Regions from separate parts of the Danio rerio genome. Here all the other regions are linked to region 3. Evidence: chromatin contacts called from public Hi-C and HiCAR-type data. All regions are on one chromosome and are shown on one strand. Each heading gives the region's core, a stretch centred on a gene start, on an enhancer-like site or on the middle of the called end of the contact. The rest is flanking DNA. Distances are from core to core; before and after follow the strand shown. Region 1 has its middle 76 kb from the start of arid1ab. Region 2 has its middle 53 kb from the start of tbxta. Region 3 overlaps arid1ab (AT-rich interactive domain 1Ab).

What was found. A called contact is a pair of places that touch in the nucleus more often than the background predicts. HiCAR-type assays count read pairs that join an accessible place to other places.
Region 1: a contact with region 3 is called in a HiCAR-type map of caudal fin, with 7 times the contacts expected there. The contact joins two enhancer-like sites. A contact is called at or near these places in 6 of 18 Hi-C or Micro-C datasets (caudal fin, embryo, hematopoietic stem cells and 2 more) and 1 of 4 datasets of contacts at active chromatin or transcription factors (caudal fin).
Region 2: a contact with region 3 is called in a Hi-C map of an unstated tissue, with 4 times the contacts expected there. The contact joins two enhancer-like sites. A contact is called at or near these places in 1 of 18 Hi-C or Micro-C datasets (an unstated tissue) and 1 of 4 datasets of contacts at active chromatin or transcription factors (caudal fin).

Annotation. Positions count from the first base shown.
Region 1 is chr19:15,416,195-15,421,323 of GRCz12tu, reverse strand. No RefSeq gene overlaps it. Among named protein-coding and RNA genes, the nearest start is that of arid1ab, 76 kb to the left of the region's middle. Within about 2 kb of position 1,568, at least 60 of the 62 cell types and tissues checked have an H3K27ac peak or open chromatin away from gene starts, as enhancers often do. A contact at or near this core is called in caudal fin and skeletal muscle, where this site is marked.
Region 2 is chr19:15,384,556-15,389,461 of GRCz12tu, reverse strand. No RefSeq gene overlaps it. Among named protein-coding and RNA genes, the nearest start is that of tbxta, 53 kb to the right of the region's middle. Within about 2 kb of position 1,916, at least 3 of the 62 cell types and tissues checked have an H3K27ac peak or open chromatin away from gene starts, as enhancers often do.
Region 3 is chr19:15,551,209-15,555,638 of GRCz12tu, reverse strand. All of the region lies in intron 4 of arid1ab (AT-rich interactive domain 1Ab), which reads right to left. Among named protein-coding and RNA genes, the nearest start is that of zdhhc18b, 44 kb to the left of the region's middle. Within about 2 kb of position 2,213, at least 28 of the 62 cell types and tissues checked have an H3K27ac peak or open chromatin away from gene starts, as enhancers often do. A contact at or near this core is called in caudal fin and skeletal muscle, where this site is marked.

The DNA of each region.
Region 1 (5,129 bases), core at 319-2,818, 130 kb after region 3:
GATTTGGCCGGGAATCCCAAATACTTGAATCGAATGACAGAAATGAATGTGAGGAACCCCTGACTAGAGTGCCTGGATGCCAAAACCAGACAGGGGTTCCTCACAGGTCTTTACACCAGTCTATTGGAATGAAAAGAGCATTCAGTGATGCCATTGTATGAAATTAATTAGGATCATTCATTCATTCATTTTCTTGTCGGCTTAGTCCCTTTATTAATCTGGGGTCGCCACAGCGGAAAGAACCACCAACTTATCCAGCACATTTTTACGCAGCAGATCCCCTTCCAGCCGCAACCCATCTCTGGGAAACATCCACACACACATTCACACACATACACTACGGACAGTTTAGTTTACTCAACTCACCTGTATCGCATGTCTATGGACTGTGGGGGAAACCGGAGCACCCGGAGGAAACCCACACGAATGCATGGAGAACATGCAAACTCCACACAGAGACGCCAACTGAGCCGAGGATCAAACCAGCGACCTTTTTGCTGTGAGACGACAGCACTACCTACTGCGCCACTGTGTCACCCAATTATAATTATGATAGTTTTTTTTTCATTTTCTTTGTTTTAATAATTCTTTAACCCAACACTATGATATAGGCTACATTATTTATTTTGTATGTGGAAAAAAATAACAAGCAGAATGGTGTTTATGAGGATTTTGTCAGTTGTTAATCAAACTAATGTTAATTTTTATTGCTGTAAAATAAGTTTAATTGCACTGAAATCTCCTACATTTTCCTAATGTTCATATAGTAATTATAACTGTTTAAATAAAGAAATGGAATAATATGATATAATATAATATATAAGCAATGAGAAAAGAGGATTTATGTGATTGAGTAAACAGTTTTATTCTGCAAACTATTGATGGCATTCCTTTATAATTATAGCAAAGAATGTAAATGCGTGTGTGTGTGTGTGTGTGTGTGTGTGTGTGTGTGTGTGTGTGTGTGCGTGTGCGTGTGCGTGTGTGTGTATGTATATATATATATATATATATATATATATATATATATATATATATATATATATATATATATATATATATATATATATATATATTCATCTGCTTTTATAATTCTCAGTACAAATAAAATATTGATTAATAAAACCACATTAGATACATGTATGAGTAGAATCAAGATTAAACATCTTGGAACTGTGTGCCCCATTTCAGCTAATAAACTTCCAAACTCGTCTAATGCATGAGTGCGCGTGGTGCGCGCTCACGCATATTCCCGTTGCATTAACAGAACTATCAATGTATCTAGAGGTCAGAGTACAGAGAATCCTGCTCCCCAGAGACTAGAGCCTACAGCGCGGACTGGGCACGCTTAAAGACCATGTACGTGTCTGCAGTGGAACAAAAAATAAAAATAACAATGTATATCCTCCACTATGCTCTTTCACTACTTTAAGAACCACAATATGATTCATAATCTAGTGTCAGACAACATTATTATTTGTTTTTGTTACTTGATAACATCAAACTCCAGTCCGGGTTTTTGCTGTGATCCTCTCTTCAATTTACTGTGTGTGCTTTCAGAGCCGTAGCGCGCACTGACAACCTTCGGGGTTCCTCCGCGGCTCACTTGTGTGTATGTTGTGACAGTGAGGCTTTTTTACTGCAGTAAAGCGAATCGACGTTCGGTCAGTACATTTGAGAGAATCTTTTCATAACATAATGCGTGACTTGATTTTAATGGACCGTTGGGTACTTTTGAGACATTCAAGAGAGAAAGAATTTTAATTAACTTAGGCACTATTTCGCTCATCTGCCCTGTCTCTTACACATACAATGCATTCCTGTGTTGCTCCGCGCGTGATGTGGCCGGGCCTGCCTGCTGTTCCTGTAAACTCCCGCCTTAACTAAAGCAGGCTGAAGCACAAGAGAAATGCAGCTGAAGCAGAGCTGATGATAGAAAGTGTGCCTCTATACACATTAGAGTTGGGTTGCTGTGTACAGAATGGAGGCTGTTGTTTTGAATTGTACATTTTAAATAACATTTATACTACAATTTAACAGAAAGTAAAAAAAAAAATTAAGCAATTAATTTTAACAAAAATTATCACGATTGTTTATCATATGGCATGGCATTACTCGTTGAATCTTGGAGTACAATGTAAAATAGGGGTAAGTATGGTAAAAATCATACAGTATCCTACTGTGGTTTACTCTCTGATACCATGATGACAGTGCTTTTTCCTGAAGGTAGCAGGCCTTTTACTAAAATTGTATTATGTTATAGAATAATTATAGTTCACTTAATAATAACAAAATACCTTCTATTATTACTTGGTGTCAACATTTCATGGCATAATAGTTGCCATTACGTTAACCACTTTGTCATCTCACTATCAAAAACATGATGAATAGATGGACAAATGTAAGATAAAAAATTCGGAGACTAATAATTCATAATATTTTTGTAGCCCCATGTTAACACTATGTTCATTACTGTGATATATTCTATTATTGAATCCCACACATTCCTACTCTTATGTTATTCAAAACAAATAAGCTATTTATTTTTGTTATGGAGGACAAAAAGTCTTTTAAATAGACAAACTTTAACTCTTAAATTGTACACTAGGCACTGCGCTCTAAAACAGTATGCAAGACGTACTTCTGGGGAGATCCTGAAGACTACATCCAATGGACACCAAGCCATGGGAAAGAATTTACAAATGAAAGTAAAGCAAGGAAACCTATTCGGGTAGGTGATGTGGTAATGACAAGATGGTGGAATATGTCCGAATTTAAATCATATTCGTACTATAGAACATATGTTTAAAGTTTAAATTTAGTTACATTACCTAGTCGGAATGTGTTTTTGAATGAGCCATTTCTCTATTCCACATATTAAATAGGTAAATAAACACAAGGCCTGTTCTCACTAAGAACTATAATCCACAACAACAGACAATAACATTGTTATTCCAAGTGTTTGCTAACTGTGTGATTCTAACTGAAATGTATGGGTTTTATCATTCACCTGCTTGAAAAAATTGTTTGAAAGTGATTTCAACCATATCCATCCTCTATAGATGTGTATTTCCGTATATTCTCAAACATTTAGATTAATTTGAAAAACATCATAGATATTGGCATTATAGTTATCATCTTTGGTGTGTCCTCTCTGTACTAGTTTAGGTGCGTTTTTGTCCTTTTTGATACGTTCAATTTATAGAAATGTGTAAGAACTTTTACAATTCTCCTTTTGTCCTCCACTGAATGACTAGTCTGGAATAACTTTCAGATATTTTCTTTTTCAGTGAACTTTTCTTTTATTGAACCCTATGTCTATGAGCTACACTTTTATATACAATAAAGAATGGCGATTGCATTTATCAATGGAACGATCCTTCACTGACCTCAATCAGATTTTCAAAACACTTTCCTTCAAAACTTTTCTCTATGACATTTATTAACTCTATGCGTTAGGATTTAAAGGTCCAGAATGGAAAGTGAGCGATATATCTTCCCCTCAGTCTCGCCATATCTTAAAAGGGAGTTGCTCTGAATAATTTCATGAAATGTCAATTAATCCAAAGGCCTTTGCTGTTTTGCATAGCGATCTTAACAGGGGGCAGCAGTGGCAGCTCCATGTGAGTAGAGACCGACGATTTCATGGCTGGAGTTGTGGGGGGAAATGAGATTCCAGCGGCCCTAAGTGACAGTTTACGGTCTCTGATTTGGTTTGGGAAGAGATTGCCAGGCAACAAAACCAGCCTGAGTCCTGAATGAAACAGCCATCTGTTCCACAGCCCGCTAAAACTGAATTAATTTCACATAATCCTGGAATTCAGAGCTAGATTGATGTCTTGGGTAAAACGGTGTACTTCCTGGAGCCCATCTTTGGTCTGGGTGATCTTATAACCCGGCCTTGTATTATTGTCTTTTTGGAGTATAGCATATTTGGTGTGTAATGAGAAGACATTTGGCATATTTTACGTTTCCTTTGTCAAAAGGTACAAATGCTGAAGATCTCCCCTGCTTTATACCCTCAAACAAAAACACTAACCAGACAAAGGGAAAGCAGGCTGGTGCATCTGTGGTGTAAATCAGGTCATACAAGACTAATCCCTTTGTGTATATGTCATGTTAGCAGGGTTTACCTCACAATCCAAAAAACCAATGCAAAGAGGGCAGATTTAAAGATTTTGCATTGGGTCTTTTATAGTTTTTAGAGATGTTCGCAAAGGCAAGAACCACCACTACTGTATACTACTGTCTGACTCTGAAATTATGCATTGAAATAATGTTGTAGAGGTTTGGAGGTTTTGAAGTTTGTTTAAGCCTGCTATTGTTACATTTTAAAATATATATGGTCCATACTCTACTCAATTTACATCTTGTGTTTTTTACCATTTTGCATTTTAGCTACTTTTTTACTCTAGCTGGCCTATAATTGATCAACACCTCTGATGATAAAACAAGCAAAATTGAATGAAGTTATTTTCTCCTGCTCCATTCGCACACACTAAAACCCATTCCATTTCAGAGTTGCAGAAAACTTTTCTAAGTTTATTATGGAAATGCTTATAAAACATTGTAAAATGATGATTTCTCCATTAAACAATATCACAATCAAACGGTGGGTTTGTTAAAATCAGTTGTGGGTCAAATGTGAATGATGTAATGGATGGATGCTGACAACAGAGTTGAGGATCCATGCGCAGTTTATTAATAAGAGTATTCATGTAGGCAATGGTCAAACTGGTAGCAATCAAGAGCATAAAGGTAATCCAAGATTGTAGTCAAAAACTGGGGAATGGTCAGTACAAGCGGCAAAGAATCAATAACGAGAAAACAAGGCAAGGATCAAAGCACATAAAGACTAGACAGGATTAACGCTTCGTAATGCTAAAGGTAAACCTTTGCCTGCTTGACCACTCTTATTAATAAACTGCGTGTGGATCCTCAACTCCGTTGTCAGCATCCATCCATTACAGAAGACTCAGCCCTGTGTGTGTGCAAGTGTGGTGTATAAACAGTCCAGGATATCAGTCCATGATGAGCTTCCAACAGTGTGTATAATCAGGGGTGATCTGGAACTGGTGTGTGAGTGAGGTTACTGATGGGAAATGTAGTGCATTTCTGTGGCAGAATTG
Region 2 (4,906 bases), core at 667-3,166, 170 kb after region 3:
ACGTTCAATATGGCAAGTTTACATCTTTTTGACAAATAAAGAAAATATGTTTGTCTGTAAAAGTGCTACAGGCAGTTCCTCTAAACAACTGTAGGTCAGAATTCCCACCACAGAATGACTGCTTACTGATTCTGAATAAAAAAAGTTTTTTCTTTTTGCTAATTATTGTTTTTATTTCAGTTAGATTTGACTATTTTTTTTTTATTCATTATGATTTTTAAAATGTTATTTCAGTTAACAAAAATCTTTTTGACCAATAGTTTTAGTCGTGCTTAATTTGTAAATAAATAATTCCCAGAACAAAATTAGAACATAAATGTTCTGACCGATGTTTACCAGAACATGAGGTTACTAAGCAGTTATAGCGAGAAAAAAAACCAAAACGCATCACATTTCTGAACGGTCATTAATTATTTTGTGCTATATAACATTAAAAGTCAGTCATCATGGTTAATAAAAACGTGTAGCTACAAACATAAATCATATGAACAATCACTATTCAGTTCACTTCACTATTATGTGTCAAGTGAATAACGAATAAAGAAATCACCCACTCAGACTAATCTTTAAGAAGAGCCCACAGTTACCTCTTCTGTCATGTTTTCTGCCTGACTTGAGATCGCTTTACTTCTGTCTCCTGCTATCCTGATCCATTTGTGCAGTTTCATCTTCTTAAGATGTCTTTTGATCAGCCTCACTATCAGACCTACTCATGGTTCTAAAAAAATTATAATAAGTGTGACTGCATCTTTGCCAATTTGAAAAATACAAATATTATTTAGATGGGCTACTATGCCATTATTTATTGTCGCTGCTCACTGCACGCGAAACAATAATCACCGACCAATGCGAGTGATTGTAAACATAAGAATAGTTTTGCTTTGATTTGCGCATGGTGACTACCGTCGTGTCTGCGCGCGCACACAATCCTCACAACCTTCGCTTGCATTCACATTCTCTCTCTCTCACACACACGTAGTTATTCATCGTGCATAAGTTAATGCCGTATCCATTAAAATAAATACAGAAATGCAAAAAACGAATATCGGACATTTTCCGGAACAGGATCCTGCAAGATTTGGCTCAAATTAATCACTGGTTTTAGTCTTATGTTTACGTCACTTGTTCTTGATTACTCGGGGTATGTTTTACCTCAATTACCGTTTTTCACTTGTAGTTAATTTTCAGAATGCAAAGATTTATTTGAGGTGAATTTCACAAACATGTCACGCATTTCACATAATTCACACCCAATGGATCTACTCAGCCATTTGCAGTGACTTGGTTTGTAATTTAATCAGGGGAATACTTAATTCTGCGTATGAACCCAGAATTAGTTTTAGTTCATGTTTACTAAAATAACCCACACACTTAAACACAGACTTCACACCACACACACTGACGCCATCTTTCTGTTGTGCCAAGGGCACCTCAGTCTTGGGCACTGAGGGTAGAGGAGAGCACTGTTCACTCCCCGCACCAATTCCTGCCAGCACTGAGAACTAAATCCGTAACTCTTTGCTGATATGTTAAAACAGCCTGTTTTCATATCATATTAACAAATATGTCTGTTTAAGGTGAAATAAAATTCCCATGAAAATCAATCAAGCTGAAGTACACATCATGATTGTTCAACAGAGGAAATAAGCGCAATATCTCCAGCAAAAGTCAGGTGCCAACCAAACAGTTGATGCGAAACCCTTGGCATTTAGGGTTCAAGAGGGGCTTTTCAGAATATTATTGCACAGAGCCAGATTCTCCGTCCTATTCCCCTCCCACTCACTTCACCTCTCACTGCAGGCAATTCAATTACCTCTCATGCAAATTACGGGCGCTTTCATTTGGAAAGCCACGCCTGGGCGCCTCATAAGACTTTCTTACTCCCTGATCTCCCTTAATTAGCCCGCTAATGCACCCGTTTGTCATGCTTCTGAGCGCCTGAAAGCAGCATGAAGAATGGAGGCACTTTTGATGGAGGGATGATGACAAGAGGGGAAGGAGCGAGGGGTGGGGGGGTTTAGCCAAGGAGAGGGAAGGATGGGTAGACAGACAAAAATAGCACAAGACCCCAGACGGCAATGCTGAAAGTGTAGTGAGTGGAAAAATGGCCTTTAACACATGGATCAATAGCGCTGTTGTTGAGCATCAAACATCCTCCTCTGTGTCGCTGAATGTGTAAACAGGTCTACTCAAAGACGAGAGCCTTATAATTGTCGGCTGTGAGTGCACAAACATAACTTTCAAATACCCTCTACATTACATGTGATATACTTTACCAACACATTAAGCAAGTTGTTTTGAGTGGCTATTTTGCTCCACATTGTGAAGTTGATCTGATTGTTTTTAGCCTTGTGAATGTGTTAAAGTAGTTGGGGTGTGTTATGAGTGGTTGTCATAGTGTTGCTACTTTTGTGTTGTTGCTGTTGTGAAAAATTCTTTTTTTGCTGCACATTTTAATGCAGTTGCAAGGATTACAGGCATGTTGTCAGTGATTGACATGATGTTGTTAAAGGTGTATCAGGTGATCTGCCTAAATGCTAATGGTTTAGCATAATATCTTTCAAATACAATCCCTCCCCTGCTGTCCAAAGCCACACCTCCAGAAATCATGAACACACACTTTTAAGATGACAGAGATCTATCGGTGCAATAGCCGAGTGGTTAGCGTGTTGACATATAGTACAGTAGCACATCAAGGCATCCAGAGTTTGAATCCTGGCTTGAGGACATTTCCCAACCTTACCTCCCTCTCTCTCTCTCTTCCTCTTCGCTTCCTCTCTTATCTAATATTTTTTAGAAAATAAATAAATGACAGAGATCTACTAGAATCTGTCATTCACCAGTTCAAAAACTTAAAGTAGTTTATTATACTACAATTCCAAACAAAAAACTGTATCATATCAAGCACATTTTTAGTTGTAGCAAGCAAAACTTTTCATTATGTGCAATATTTTATGCATACAAGGATTGCTGGTCTCACTCTCTCACGCACTTGGTCCTAAAGCGACTTAAAGGAAAAAGGAATTACACTTATTACTAAGCCATACTTACGTGCTATTTCAGATCGAATATTCAAAGTAGCATGGTAAACAATATAGGGAGCGTGTCAGAGGTTGTCATTGTTCAAATATTAACCAATGTAAATGTAACAGAGGCCAGCTAGTAAAGTGCTGTGACCTCTAAGAGGTGCTGTAGCGACAGACGGGTTTTTAGCCTGCTTGGTAAAGCAAGGTTCAATCCCAGCTCAGAGTGGATTGGGTGCTGTAGAACTGGCTGGGTTACATTGGTGCCGTGACCCTGATGGGAGGGAGGTTTAATAATAATAATAATAATTCCTTACATTTATATAGCACTTTTCTGGGCACTCAAAGCACTTTACACAATGGGTGTGGTGGGGGGGGGGGGGATTGGGGAATCTCCTCATCCACCACCAGTGAGCAGTATAGCGTCCCCGTCACTATACTTGGGCATTAGGACCCACACAGACCGCAGGTTGGGCGCCCCCTACTGGCCTCACTAACACCACTTACAGCAGCAACCTAGCTTTCCCATGTGGTCTCCCATCCAGGTACTGACCGGGCGCAGCCCTGCTTAGCTTCAGTGGGCGACCATGTGAGAGTTGCAGAGAGCTAGCTGCCGGCTGAACTCCAGTTCAGAGGCCAGCTATGCAGGTAAACGTCACGGCTCTTACCTCTAAAGGTGTTCTAGCTTTCGATCCCAGCTCAAAGTGGGTTGGGTGGTGTAGGACCAGTGGGGTTACATAAACATACAACCAACTTCAGCTCAGTAAAACAGGCTAGGTAAAATAGCGCTATAGACTTATGTTTTGTTGTTAAACTAAATAAATATCTAAATTATTGATGCTTTAAAAGCGACCATTTGAAACTTTATTTAATCACATCAATCTTGAGCTGGAAGATTTCAGTGGCTGAACAACACTTCTGCACGTCACCCATTCGTAAACAAAATCAACACAAGCTTTGCGTGACTAAACTAATTTAAAAGCATAACATAACCTGTCTAAAAGAAATACTTCAGCCATGGTGTCATCCTCCCTCCAGCGTGCAAAAGTAACTCCAGTATTGATTCAGGATTTTAAAAAGGTTTGATTCAGCATTTGTTTTTACCGATGTCACTTGTGCACGTGCAAACAGCGGATCTGCATGAATGGCTGCGCAGATGTAAAAATCTACATTTGTTGACAGTTTGGGCTACTCATCAGAATTATGGCAATTATCAGCCTGACAGATTTAAATTGGATGAACATAGTCTTATGCCTTATCCAGAATATAAAATCACAATTCAATACATTTAGATCATTTATTTTATTCATTACTATTGGAAAGTTAGAAGACTTTCAACCAGCACAAAAAAATTATAATACAATTCTGTAGACAATCACCTAGTGCAGTGTTTTTTTTTTTTTTTTTGCCTAAGACCCCCTTTTCCCCTCGAAAATATTGTTAGCTCCCCTTCCACATATATAAGTTTATTGTAAGGATGACAAAAATGTATGTGGCTGGGTCAGGGACACTTTGCTTTGAGAAAAAAATAATAAAACCATGGCTCAGGTAACTATCTTAGTATTTCCTGCATTTTGTATTTCCAGTATTGCTAGCGCTTCGACCTGAAATGTTATAAGCTTCCTCATCTGGGTCCAGTCTGCTTGGGTCATTACTATTAGCTGCTGAAGGTGAATCAGTGAGACTCGATTGTTGTTGTGGAGAATGAATTACAAGTTTGTCCATTTTTTGGTCAGCCAGGGGAGAAAATGAACTAAGGAAACTTGATCGTTCTCTTAATTGTCCACTGCTAAAACATTGTAAAAATATGATGCGATGGTCCCACAGAGCTCGCTGAAGGCCCTTTGTTGGTAGGGACCAACATGTTGGGAAGTGCTGGCTGA
Region 3 (4,430 bases), core at 964-3,463:
TAAGCATGTTCAACGTGCTTTAAGGTCGCGCTCATCAACCATTTTATCAGAGGATGACAAACTAACAAAACATAGCTGCAGTTCCGATACAAGTTTTATTTAAAGAGAAATAAAAGCACTTGGTGTTCGGGTGTCTTGTGTTTGTCTGAGGTAAAGGGAATGTGTTTATTCCATACAAAGTATGAATCTGATCAGTCAGTTCTTGTTAAGTGACTCGCGGTGCGGCATTCAGAAAAGCTACATTCAAAGTTTGTCTGAAAAGAGATATTTTCAACTAGGTGCGCATGGAATACGTGCACACTTAATATGCGCACACAATACAAGCACCTCCAGTGGAAATCATGGACTTGTACACGCAAAAGGCACAATATGTAAATGGCCTATTTCAAGGCAGTGACACAAACAAGTCTATGATCTATGCATGTCAAAACAAATCTGTAGACGCACATGCAACTACTTCTGATACTTGGTCAAGCAAAATATTGGAGGCTTGACTTTGACAGCATGTGCGAGCACACATATACATAATCATGTATACATGCAAGTACACAGTATTTTATTTATTTGTTTTGGCACATGTCTGTTTAAGAGGTAGTTTTTAGTTTATTTTTTGTCTTTTGTCTGTTTTAGAGACACGTTACATGTCTTTGATAAAGATCTAATTGATTTCCTTTTGAAATATGTTTCAGGTTTACACTGTAAACACAAATTCTGCCTGTCTATGACAAAATCGTGATAAAAATCAAAAATCGCAATATAGTTCAAAAATCGTGATTTATTTGCCATTATCACACAGCCATAGGCTTCAATGATTTGATTGTAAAAGTCGTGATTTCTTATGTGAAATGTTTGAAAACACATGTATTATAGTTTTACAGTAATAACTTCATAAAAAAATATGTTTTTAGTTTAAACTACGCTCTTCACTAATAAACAGCTGTTAGTTGCAGCATAACCGATGTCCTGAACAAAAACAAGTATCTTACAAATGAATATGATGGCTCAGAAAACATATCTCAGTGTTAGCATAACGCAAACTGTTTAATTACAGTCAATGAGCACAACATATCCATATAATGAAAAGGCAATGTAAAAATAAAAAAGTAACAATAAAAGCACTAGACATGCTAATAATGTCTTTATAAATATTTCAAGATTTTTGTTCTAGTGTCTGTGTGGCAGCCATTTTATGTTGAGATTAGCACCAATGCTAGCCTGCATGTCAACACTCGAAACAGGGAAAACATAGCTTGTTTAAAGACACATTTGCTTGTCCCGAAACAGCTTTCAAAATCAATTCGACTCAGGTACTCTGAAAAATATGCTTCTATCAGAAAATAGGCCAGCGAGTTGTGATGAATATCAACACAAGTCACAAGGCAGCCATGTTGTTTCACAGGCACCTGAGAGAAGCTCAAAAGGGAGAAGGTCCAAGTGATTTACAAATCCTACAGAAAATGCATTCTGATGTGGGAAATGCTGTTTGTGATGTTTTATTAACAGCGGTCATGATGAGGTGAAGGGAAATCCTGTCAGCCGCGAGAAACACAAGCAGACCACAAGTGGAGGGGATCTACAGTTCAGAATACAGTCACAGACTCTGTCTGACCCGTGTTGGCTCTGTGCTCATCCACTCCCTCGCCTTTTCCTGTTCACACAAACTTCCACACACACATATGCCCATTCATCTGTTGCCAAAACGGTAGAATGAGGAAAGGCAGAGAAGGAGGGAGGAAAGGGGGACTGAGGGAAAAAAGCACACACGCGCAGCTGCATGTGTGAGGTTGCCATAGAAACTGTCTCCACGTGCTTGACACATTAGTGCAAAGCAGAACCCACCCCCTCTTCCCCCTTCGCTCCTATTCTATGGTGCTGAGGTCACAGTGCAGTCACACACACACACACACTCTCTCTCACATCACTGTCAACTAACACTACAGGGCATCACGGTGCCTGGATGAGTGACACATCCTGCAGACGTCAATCAAGTTGAAGCAAGCCCTGCCACAGCAGGCCAGATGCACTCACACACATACAGTAGATTATTTCAACGATTACAAACACTAACTCTTGCTCCTCACACCAAATCAGAGCAGGATTCAGCTTTCAAATGTCTCTTCCCAAGAAAGGAGGACTCGATTGTAGCGATCTGTGTTTGTGCAGATCTCATCCATGAGGGGGAGCTACCAGCCCACTGACTGTGAGAATGATTGGAGAGAAAGAGAGAGAAAGGGCCCAGCCTCAACCAGCAGCCATTACTGCCTCACTCTCAGCACATACACAGAGACTCTTCTCGGATAGCAGCATCCTTCCTGCTGCTCCATGTTTTAGGGTTAGGGATGTGATCAGGCTCTGGTTATCTACTGAAATGCTGAAGGTAATCCCAGAAAACAGAATATGATGATTTATGGATTGCCTCTTTTGGCCTGACGCTGAGAACAACCACTACCAAAAGCAACCCAGCAACCATTAAGCAATGTGCAGTCATACATCATAGCTATGACAATTGAAAAAAAAGTGAAATCTAGTATTGGGTGTGGGTGATTTTATTGTAAAGTACAACTGGCTGCAACGTTTGCATGATTTATTATCATATATGTGAGTGTAATAAAATGTTCTTCCAGGTAGATGTGCTCTTTTAAAAAATAATCAAGAAAAACAAGAAGAATAAAGGTCTGTGGTGCCATTTGTTACTTTTAAAGTGAAACAATTAAGCTTTAGTGATTATATCTCAATAAAGTTAACAACAAACTATTGTTAAATGGGTTTGAACCCGATTAATCAAGTGGTTCTACAACTCGCATTGTAAAAAGAGTGCCAAGTTGTACTTGCTCAAATCCACTGGAATTAGGCCTCATTTGCACCTTGGTGTTAACATAGATTTTCTGACTAGTGGTTATCAAAGGCATCATTTGGCTTTCTGAATTCTTCGTGCATCTCTTGTGACCACTGTTTAGGTTTTCAAGTTTCATCCCTCTGATTTCTTCACGCTCTTCATCTTCATCAGAAACACGTAAGCATTTCTGAATGTTAAACCATGTTATGCAGCTTACAGGCAAGAGGAAAAGCAAGTCCATAAGCAGCATGTGGAAGTCAACTGCAATTTCAATCAGATTATGTGTGCAAACTAGTGAAGTATGAATACCTTGGTTTTATGAACTTTTGCTGAAAATATACAACAATCGCATGTTTGGATTAGCTGGTGGACATTTGTGGCTGTTCAGGTGCATTCGACCATATGAACAGTTACAGCTTGGCAATATGGCTAAAATGCAATATCTATAATTATTTTCCCTATTGAACAATAACGATAAATATTTTCATATAAGTTGTTAATGCTTCCAGAGTAAAAGAGCAGCCCAACAATGACTAAAGCCCCAAAAATTAGAGGGTCCATTAAATGGCATAAGATTTTTGGCAGATACATTTTCGGTGGGCTAAAACTCAGTACATCTCTAATATCAACACACGTTTACATTCCCAATATTGCACAATTCTGCTGTGTGATTGGTTCTTAGATCAATATAGGGTAAAGAAAAGACCAAAGCTTATCATTGTTATGGGGATCTATTTTATCATGATTCAATATTATATCGTTTATCCATCCAGGCCTAGTTTCAAGTACCCCTCAAAGGGGCTGAAAGTAGACAATCAAAACAATTCACAGGCCATTTACACCTTTATTTATGACTGCCTAATTGTGATCTTATGAATTTCTTATATAGTGATGCCAGGGTCTTATGTTCGAGCTATTGAACTCTGCTAGTAATCCTTGATGCTTCCACCAGTCTGCATTTTCACCATTAGTTGAGCTGAAACAGCATGGAGCAAGTTGAACTCTAAGCTGAGCCTGTTAAAACAGAGAAGAATCTTTTATGAAGGCTCTCTCACTTTTCACGCTCAGTCTTTTTCTCAAGTCACCCAAGACTAATGCTCAAATATACTGCCTGCTGGCATTGCATTTTGGTCACTATTTTGAGCCAAGTTATAAATACTCCTATTAAATAATGCTTCTCAAAAAAAAATAAATAAATAAATAAAAAGATCAAGACCCAAGTGGGTCTTGGCACTGTTTAACACGTCCCATATGAACGCCCCCTAATCCCTTCTGGAGGGCTGCCCCGGACTGAAAGTCACCATGAACAGCGATTCACAAATAAAATATTAAGCCCTGTTTTGCCCTGTCTGTGTTACTAAATTTCACTTAGTATGAAATGTCTTCAAGTAATGCAAAACATATCAAGTGATGGAACTACAGTTTTCATGATTAATCTTTGTGGTCACTTCCAAGTGTGCATACCCGACCCATCCTAAACGCTCTTGCGCATATCCAGAATCTTAATAAATCAGGCTTAGAATACATAAATACTAATGTGATTGAGACGGTTCGCACATGGAGACAGGCACTATGGCTGAGCTTTTCTGGTTTG